Regions from separate parts of the Callithrix jacchus genome. Here region 1 is linked to region 2. A link is a contact called in public Hi-C data. All regions are on one chromosome and are shown on one strand. The core of a region is the stretch at or near the end of the contact, and the rest is flanking DNA. Distances in the headings are between cores, read along the strand shown.

Region 1 (4,621 bases), core at 743-3,242, 750 kb after region 2:
GAGACGGAGTTTCGCTGTTGTTACCCAGACTGGAGTGCAATGGCACAATCTCGGCTTACCGCAACCTCCACCTTCTGGGTTCAAGCAATTCTCCTGCCTCAGCCTCCCTAATTTCTGTGATTTTTATTGAGACAGGGTTTCGTCGTGTTGTCCAAGCTGGTCTCAAACTCCTGAGCTCAAGAAAATCTGCACACCTCAGCCTTCCAAAGTGCTGGCATTACAGGAGTGAGCCACCGCACCCAGCTGTGATATAGTAATTAATGTGCCTCTGTAACACATTAAATAACAACTCAAGCCCAGGCACAGTGGCTTATGCCTGTAATCCCACCACTTTGGGAGGCCTAGGCGGGCGGATCACCTGAGGTCAGGAGTTCGAGAGTAGCCTGGCCAAGAGAACAATAACCCGTCTCTACTAAAATACAAAAATTACCTGGACATGGGGGCACACACGTGTAATCCCAGCTACTCGGAAGGCTGAGGCAGCAGAATTGCTTGAGCCTGAGAGGCGGAGGTTGCAGTGAGCCAAGATCGCACCATTGCACTCTAGTCTGGACAACAAGAGCAAAACTTGGTCTCAGAGGATGAGTTCCTGGAAAATCTAAACTGGAAGACCATGAAAAGAGGAAGAAATGATCAACCCCTGTGGGGCCTACTTAACTTTGAGACATTCTCTATTGTTCCTTATTCCCGCCCTAATTGATAAGGCCATTGGAATTTGTAACTGACCTTGGTCAACCTCCTGACTCCACACCCTATGACCCCTCCCAGGTTGCAAACCTACGACCACTTCTCAGCTTGCAAAAAAACGCCCTAAACTATAACTTTCTACTGCCCACCCCAAACGTATAAAACCAACTCCGATCCCACTGCCCTTTTCTGACTCCCTTTTTGGACTCAGCCCCAGGTGAATAAACAGCCATGTTGCTCACACAAAGCCTGTTTGGGGGGTCTTTCCATTCAGGGCGCACATGTTTTAACAGGAGGATTCTGTACAGATTTCTTCCCTATAATCTCATCCATCTCAGTTCCAGCACCTCACTGTCTCAGGAGAATGTGCAAACTAAATTAGGTTCTCCTATTACAATGTTGGTGCATCCTTGGAGCACTTGTAATCATAATTTTGAAACAATAGGAAAATGTATTTGATATCTAACTCCACCAAGACCTACAGCTCCTTTGCTCACTACTGTCATTGCCAGTGCCTATAATCAATAGGACACTTTTGGTTGGGCACAGTGACGTATGCCTGTAATCCTAGCACTTTGGGGGGCTGAGGAAGCGGATCACCTGAGGTCAGGAGTTTGAGACCAGCCTGGCCAACATGGTGAAATACCGTCTCTACTAAAAATACAAAAAAAGATTGCTGGGCGTGGTGGCACGTGCTTGTAATCCCAGCTACTTGGGAGGCCGAGGTAGGAGAATCATTTGAACCCGGGAGGGGGAGGTTGCAGTGAACCAAGGAGATCGTGCCACTGCACCCCAGCCTGGGCGAAAGGAGACAAGAGCGAAACTCTGCCAAAAAGAAAGAAGAAAAGACACTTTCAATAAACATTTGTTGGACAAAGGAAGGAAGGTCAATAGTGTCAAATGCCACAGACTTCTAAATCCACCCATAACACAGTTTCCAATAAGGATTCTAAATTATTTGCTCTCAATTACCGTTTCCTTGCCTGTAAAAAAAAATGCAACTAGTTTAAGTTAGTATTACTTGAAAACTAAGTTGGGCCCCTCATCCCTGCTGAATTTGGAGAGACAGCGTTCTAAATATGTCTTAACCTAGATACGCTAGTTGATAAAGGAAACGACTAATTAAGAGTGTCCTAAACCCTACAGCCCTCCTTAAACAAGGTAGCTCTAAGATTCCAACGCGGTCAGGGAGGCGGGGGTCCGGCGATTACACTTCCCCCGCCGCGCAGCCTCCAGAGGCGGATATTAGCCGCCCAGGACGGAAGTTCCGGAGCCTTCAAACCCTCGGGGAAGCAACTCGGCAGCGGACCAAGATGGCGGCGCCCAGTGAGGGATTAGCGTTTGCCATGGGGGTTGAAAAGAATTGGGGTGCAGTAGTTCGCTCCCCAGAAGGAACCCCCCAGAAAATCCGGCAGCTGATAGATGAGGGGATCGCCCCGGAAGAGGGAGGCGTGGACGCGTGAGTTAATGAGTTAACCCTGGGTCCAGCGTTGGAAAAGTGGAGAAGGCTTGGGAAACACAGGCCTGGAGAGGGGGTAGCGGGTAGGGAAGGTCCCCCTCGGTCGGCGACTCGGGCAGTGGAGGCTGGCTTCTCAGGATCTGAAAGATACTGGGATTACTATGTTTGATTGGCTTTGATCTTCCCCTCGGGATGTACTGGATTCATAATCATAACCGAAATTTTGTCATCGGACATTATTTTTGGAAGGAAAAAACGAGGACCGTTAACTGAATGAGTGCGCCTGACTTCTTTTACTTGGGGATTCTTAACCTTTTTCTTGTGCCGTGGACCTCTTTGGCTGTCTGGAGAAGTTTATGAACTCAGAATTTTTGTAAATGCTTAAAGTAAATTACATAGGACTGTAAAGGAAACCAGTTAGATTGGAATGTTATTATCAAGATAGTAAAAGAAAAAAGTTATTGCAGTAACATATTAAAGAGTTCATAATATCTAGTAGTATGTCTAGTCAACCATAATTTTGAAGTAGTGTTGAGCACAAAGCTATTTGAAAATGTGCAACCACCATAATGTTGGGAACATTATTTCCATTGGTGACAAATTAACTGGTACTGCTAATACTAATATGGTATTTTTACTTTCGTTCACAATTGAAGAAAATGCTAAATCTTGTCATTTAGAGAGAAATAAGTGTCATTTTTACCCATCCAAGTTTATGGATGCTGTAATTTTTTTCCCCCTAAGAACCACACCCCCTTGAGGCTCTCTGATTCTCTGAGAGTCTTAGAAAGAATTTCTTTTTTTTTTTCTTGAGATGGAGTTTCACTCATGTTTACTAGGCTGGAGTGTAATGGCGCAATCTCGGCTCACCACAACCTCTGCCTCCCAGGTTCAAGGGATTCTCCAGCCTCAGCCTCCCGAGTAGCTGGGATTACAGGCATGTGCCACCATGCCTGGGTAATTATGTATATTTAGTAGAGACAGGATTTCACCATGTTGGTCAGGCTGACCTCTCCAATTCCTGACCTGAGGTGATCCGCCCTTGTTGGCCTCACAAAATTCTGGGATTATAGGCGTGAGCCACCGCGCCCGGCTAGAATTTATGTCTTTGGAGCTATGATAGTTGATGTAATCCTATTTTTATTAAAATAATGCTGGTCTTTCAGCACTTCCCCAGGCACTGCTGAAATGCCTTCCACTGAAAATGAGATAATTGCTTTGCTGACTTTTTTCTCCCTAGTTTTTTTTTTTTCATGAAATCTCCTGAAGATCTTTCCTTTATTTGAATTTTTCTAATTGGTACTTTTTTTTTTGGAAGGAGTGGGTATCAAAGGTCTTTCCAGGTAGAAATATCAAAATTGTTTTTTCTGCTGTTAACAGATTTCTGAAGAGATTCAAATTGTATAATGCGTATCTGAAGCCTTGAGTCTTATTTTCTGTTCACTAAAGTTATGCAAAATGCTTGTGGAGAACAGTGAGTGAGTGAGGAGAATAGTTTGCTAGGATGAGTGGAGCCCTGTCGAGGTAGAACTTGGTTGAAGTTAGGTATGGCTAAACTGTAGAGTTCTGAATGCCAGACTGAAAATTTGGGGTTTATTTATTAAGTATTATAAAACCATTGCAAATAATAAGCCGAGGAATGACATGAGTAAAATGATTTTTAGGAAGCTTAAAATCCAGTATTGGTATGATTTATGATACGACGCATAGAGAACCTACATGGATAATATTTAAGCAGAGGGATACTATGAAAGGCTTACCAATAGTTTTGCCACTTTGCGTTAGGAAGGACATGTCTGCCACATCCCAGTCAGTTAATGAATCACCCCAAGTGGAACAGTCTTCATTGGAATCTACAAGCAAAGAAGCCTTCTTTAGCAGAGTGGAAACATTTTCTATATCCTTTTTTAGTTCATGTGAATTGCACTTTCTGCCTGCTTCTAGAATTCCTCCAAGGTATTACTCCAAGGTATTTAAAATTCTTCAAGGTTTAAATTTAAGAATCAAATCCTTATTTCTGGTGGTCCTGGTATAAGAAGAATCAAATCATGCTAAGAAATTGTATAGGAAACTCAGCATCCTAATATGTTATCCCTCAAAGGGACAATTGAGATTATCTAACCTTTTCTTTTTACTGAAGAAAACACTAAGAGCCTGAGAAAAGAAGAAATAACAACTAATACTTGTACATAGTATGTTTTCACATATATTATCACATTTGATCTTGACCTTAAACCTATGAAAAAAGCATTATTATACTTGTTTTACAGAAGAGGAAACAGTTTGGGGCAGGTTATATGACTTTCCCAAGATGAACCTTTAGCAAATGACAGATCCAAGATTATAACCTAATGTTTTTTAGATTATTAGAGACTATACTACTATACTGTCTCTTTCTAGATTTTCCTTTGTGTATTAGCTACCCTTTGCTGCATAACAAATTGCCCTAAAACTTAGTGATCCTAAAACAACAAG
Region 2 (4,766 bases), core at 1,037-3,536:
TCTGTTTTTCACTCAGTCCTATGTATCTATCCCATTTTTTTTTTCTTTCCTCAGAAATGCCTGACCACATCATCCTAAACAAGAAGGAAATTTCCATGTCAGTGGAGGGACCCCACTAAGGATAGGGTGCCGTGTCTCTAAACCGAGACATGTTAGAGAATGAAAGGTGACCACGTGAACAGCTATGCTGGGACAGTAGTAAACTGAATACCCCAGCTAAATAAATAAACAAAACACATGTGTAATGGTGGTCAGCTTCATTAGTTATCAAAGCAAAAACAGAATGAGACCATCATACACTCACCAGATTGGCAAAAATTAAAAAGTACAACGATACCAACCATTGGTAAAGACATGCAGCGGCTGGAACTGATGGCATCGGGAGCACATTTTAAATCACTTTTTTTTTTTTTAATCTCAGCTCACTGCAACCTCTGCCTGCTGGGTTCAGGCAATTCTCCTGCCTCAGCCTCCTGAGTAGCTGGGATTACAGGCATGCGCCACCGTGCCCAGCTAATTTTTTGTATTTTTAGTAGAGACGGGGTTTCACTATGTTGACCAGGACGGTCTCAATCTCTTGACCTCGTGATCCACCCACCTCGGCCTCCCAAAGTGCTGGGATTACAGGCGTGAGCCACCGCGCCCGGCCTTAAATCACTTTTGAAAACAATTTCACATGATCTAGTGTAGATGAACTTGCATGTAACCTACGATTCAGCAACTTCACTCCCACGAGATAGGTACTACAACATTTACGGAAGCAATGTTTCCCAAAGCCTAAAACTGAAAACAGTACAAATATACCTTAACATTAAAGTTGATACATGTATTATTTATCAAAAATAACTGACTGATTAGTTGATTGAGTGGGTCTCACTGTGTTGCCTAGGCTGGTCTTGAACTCCTGGGCTCAAGCAATCCTCCTGCCTCAGCCTCCTGAGTAGCTGGGATTACAGGTGCATGGCTGGCCAAATAGATACATTAAAAAACAGCTACATTCATCAATAAAGATAAACCTTTTAAACACTTCACTTATTGAAAGAAACAATTTAAAATACTGCCACTTAGTAAGTTCAAAATAGCTAAAACTAAACAAAAATATGTGGTTTGGCGTAAAACTGTACCTAAAAGCATTGTTCTTATTAACCGCAAAGTTAGGATGGTGGTGAGCTCCCTGGGAGAGGGAGAGCTATAAAGGAGAGGCCTCTAAGACCTTGGAATTATTTTATTTATTAACCTGGGTGGTGGTTATGCAGAATTTATCTTTCAAAGTAGAAAACATTGCATAGACAGAATGATATAAGAAGTGTGATCGAGGGCCAGGTGCAGTGGTTCACACCTGTAATCCCAACCCTTTGGGAGGCCAAGGTGGGCAGATCACTTGAGCCCAGGAGTTCAAGACCAGCATGGCCACCATGGCAAAACCCTGTCTCTACAAAAAATACAAAACTTAGCGGGATGTAGTGACACATGCCTGTAGTCCCAGCTACTTGGGAAGCTGAGACATAAGAATCGCTTGAACCCAGGAGGTCCAGGCTGCATTTAGCCAAGATAGCACCACTGCACTCCTGCCTGGGTGACCAAGCAAGACCCTTTCTCCAAAAAAAAATTTTTTTTAAGTGTAAAATGTGTGATAGCTGTTAGAGCTGATTGTCTTCTGGGCATCTATATGATTATTTTTTGTGGCTCTCTGTGATTGGGTAGGGCCATGTACAGTCTGGCCAATAACTTGTGATCAGAGGTGATGCATGTTGGCTGTACATGGAGGCTCACGCCTGTAATCTCAGTACTTTGGGAGGCCGAGGCAGGTGGATCATTTGAGGCTGGGAGTTGGAAACCAGCCTGGCCAACATGGCGAAACCCCCTTGCTACTAAAAATATAAAAATTAGCCAGGCATGTTGGCAGGCACCTGTAATCCCAGCTACTCTGGAGGTTAAGACAGGAGAATTTCTTGAACCCAGAGGCAGAGGTTGCACTGAGCTGAGATCGCTCCACTGCACTCCAGTCTGGATGACAGAGCTAGACTCTGTCTCCAAAAAAGAAAAAAAAAAGGAAAGGAAAAAGGAAAGGGAAGGGAAGGGAAGGAAAAGGAAAAGGGAAGAGGGAAGGGAAGAGGGAAGCAAAGAGAAGGGAAGGGAAGGAGTTATTTCCAGGCCAAGAGTTTGGTTGCCTTTGCAGCACCCTCCAGAGCCTTCTTTCCCCAACGTGGTGACTGGCATTGTTCCAGGCACAGCAGCTGCTCCCTCAGCTCAGAGTGAGGACAGCATGGACTGGGGTCCTCAGCCAACCTGCAACCTGCAATGTACAGTGAGCAAGAAGTAAACTTTTGTTGTTTTAAGCCACTGCAATCTGTTGCTATAGCATGACCCTGCCTTTCCTGATGGTAAAGAGAATGGAAAGGAAGGGGTGGGTTCAGGGAAGGCAGGCAACATTTAAGAGGAGATCTGGTTAATGAAAAAAAGAGTTAATCATGGAAAGAAGTGAAGAAAGAGCATTCCCGCCAGAAGAAACTGCTGAATACTATAACCCTGCAGTGGGAAGGAATTTTAAGCAACATAAAGAATACCAGTGAAGAATGTAATCAGAAAAGAAGAGAACAATAAAAAATGTGATCAGAGGGCCAGATGCGGTGGCTCACGCCTGTAATCCCAGCACTTTGGGAGGCCGAGGCGGGTGGATCACAAGGTCAAGAGATTGAGACCATCCTGGTCAACATGGTGAAACACCATCTCTACTAAAAATACAAGAAATTAGCTGGGCATGGAGGCTCGTGCCTGTAATCCCAGCTACTCAGGAGGCTAAGGCAGGAGAATTGTCTGAACCCAGGAGGCAGAGGTTGCAGTGAGCCGAGATCGCGCCATTGCACTCCAGCCTGGGTAACAAGAGCAAAACTCCGTCTCAAAAAAAAAAAAAGTGATCAGAGAGGTTGGCAGGGACAAAAGCATGTACACACTGCAGCCTGTGGTCAAGAATTTGGAGTTTCCTCCTAGGCAGCCATGATGGGTTTAGTTCGGAGGATGATGTGATACAGACCACATTTTAAAGGGGGGTGATTCTTGCTGCCATGTGGAGGATGTGTTGGCAAGGCCAAGCATGGAACCATGGAGCCCACTTAGAAAGCAGGTACTGGTGAGAGATGATGGTGCCTTGAACTGCAGCGGCAGCAGGCAAAATAGAAGTAACATTTGGGGAATGTGTTTAGCAGGTGCACCTGGCTGAAGGCAATCAAGGGATCCCAGAAGACCCTACGTTTTTCAGTTGAGCACCTATTTGATGCGGCTGTTTACTGAAATGGGGGCAAATGAGAACAGGCTTGAAGAGAGGGAATGAAGTTCACTTTTGCTGTCTTAGCTTTCATATCCATTAGACATCCACGTGTGGGTGTTAAATGAACTACTAGACAAACAACCCCATTTCTCAAGGGAACACCCAGAACTGAAAATGTCTACATTTGGGAGTCGTTAGCATGTAAATGATATTTAAGTCAAGTGATATTTAGTCATTAGATTAGATAATCTAGAGAGGGAATTTATGTATTTATTTATTTCTCTTGAGATGGAGTTTTGCACTGTCGCCCAGGCTGGAGTGCACTGGCACGATCTTGGCTCACTGCAACTGCTGCCTCCCAGGTTCAAACGATTCTCCTGCCTCAGCCTCCCAAGTTACTGGGACTACAGGCATGTGCCACCACACCTGGCTAATTTTTGTATTTTTAGCAGAGATGGGGTTTCGCCATGTTGGCCAGGCTGGTCTCGAACTCATGACCTCAGGTGATCCACCTGCCTCAGCCTCCAAAAGTGCTGGGATGATTACAGGCATGAGCCACCGCACCCAGTCTAGAGAGGGAATTTACACAGAAAAAAGGATGTGGAAATAGGTGAAAAGACACAAATATGTGGTCACAAAAGCCAAAGGAAAAATGTATTTTGAGTGCTTTTGAGAGGTCGAGTGAGACATGAATAGTGACAGTATTTTAACATGGAGGCTCTCAGTAGCTTTGACAAGAAAAGCTTTAATGGAGTTAGGGAGGGGAAGGCCAGATTGAGGAAGCTGAAGAGAGTATGGAAGAGAATGAAGAAATAAGGGGAATTATTGTAAGTTTCACTCTGATAGGGAACAAACGTGAGATGGAGCCTGGGCCGCGTCCTATGGGAAGGGCAGATTTTCCTTCTCTTAAGATGGGAGATGCTAAGGTGTGTTTATTTGCTGATGCTGCTGAGTAGGCAGGAGTGAACTGAACACAAGGAGATGATAGGTTAATTCACAAGGGAAGAGATGGGTCTGATCCAAGGAGAGATCTTTCAACCAAGGATGGGAAATGCAGGCAGGTGTTGGTCTTACCGATGAGACTGCAAAGGAGTGCTCTTTAATTGTGGCTATTTTCACTGAGTTATGAACAAAATAAATGGAATAATACTTGATGAGTACTAAATAAAAACTGAATAAAGACCTAAAACTGCATATTGGAAGGATCCCCATGAAGTAAGTAATGGAAAGCCCTATAAAATTCTCCGTTAATATTAAATTGTAAGAGCAAAGAACAAATTCTATCAGCATGTGAATAGAAAATAAAGTTTACAAAGAAAAAAGTCAAGCTGCATTTTGGTCCAGCCATGATGGAATAGTTTATATCAAGAATAAAAATCTCCTACAGAAAACAACTATAAAAGTACACCACATACATTAAAAATCAGTTTTAAATATTTGGAGAGTCTGTAACTAAGACAGAATTTAAGGAAGTGTGACACCTGAGACCAGAAAAACA

What was found. Hi-C and Micro-C count contacts between places; a contact is called where the count stands out from the background.
Region 1: a contact with region 2 is called in a Hi-C map of skeletal muscle, with 5 times the contacts expected there. The contact joins the promoter of ZC3HC1 here to the enhancer-like site in region 2. A contact is called at or near these places in 2 of 3 Hi-C or Micro-C datasets (both in skeletal muscle).

Annotation. Positions count from the first base shown.
Region 1 is chr11:117,160,900-117,165,520 of calJac240_pri, forward strand. ZC3HC1 (zinc finger C3HC-type containing 1) reads left to right here and starts at 1,993. Exons shown (of 8, transcript XM_078343766.1): 1 at 1,993-2,146. The coding sequence starts at 2,110.
Region 2 is chr11:116,408,760-116,413,525 of calJac240_pri, forward strand. The region is part of intron 3 of LOC144578448 (a long non-coding RNA gene); the gene reads right to left. Among named protein-coding and RNA genes, the nearest start is that of KLF14, 100 kb to the right of the region's middle. Within about 2 kb of position 2,287, at least 1 of the 16 cell types and tissues checked has an H3K27ac peak or open chromatin away from gene starts, as enhancers often do. A contact at or near this core is called in skeletal muscle, where this site is marked.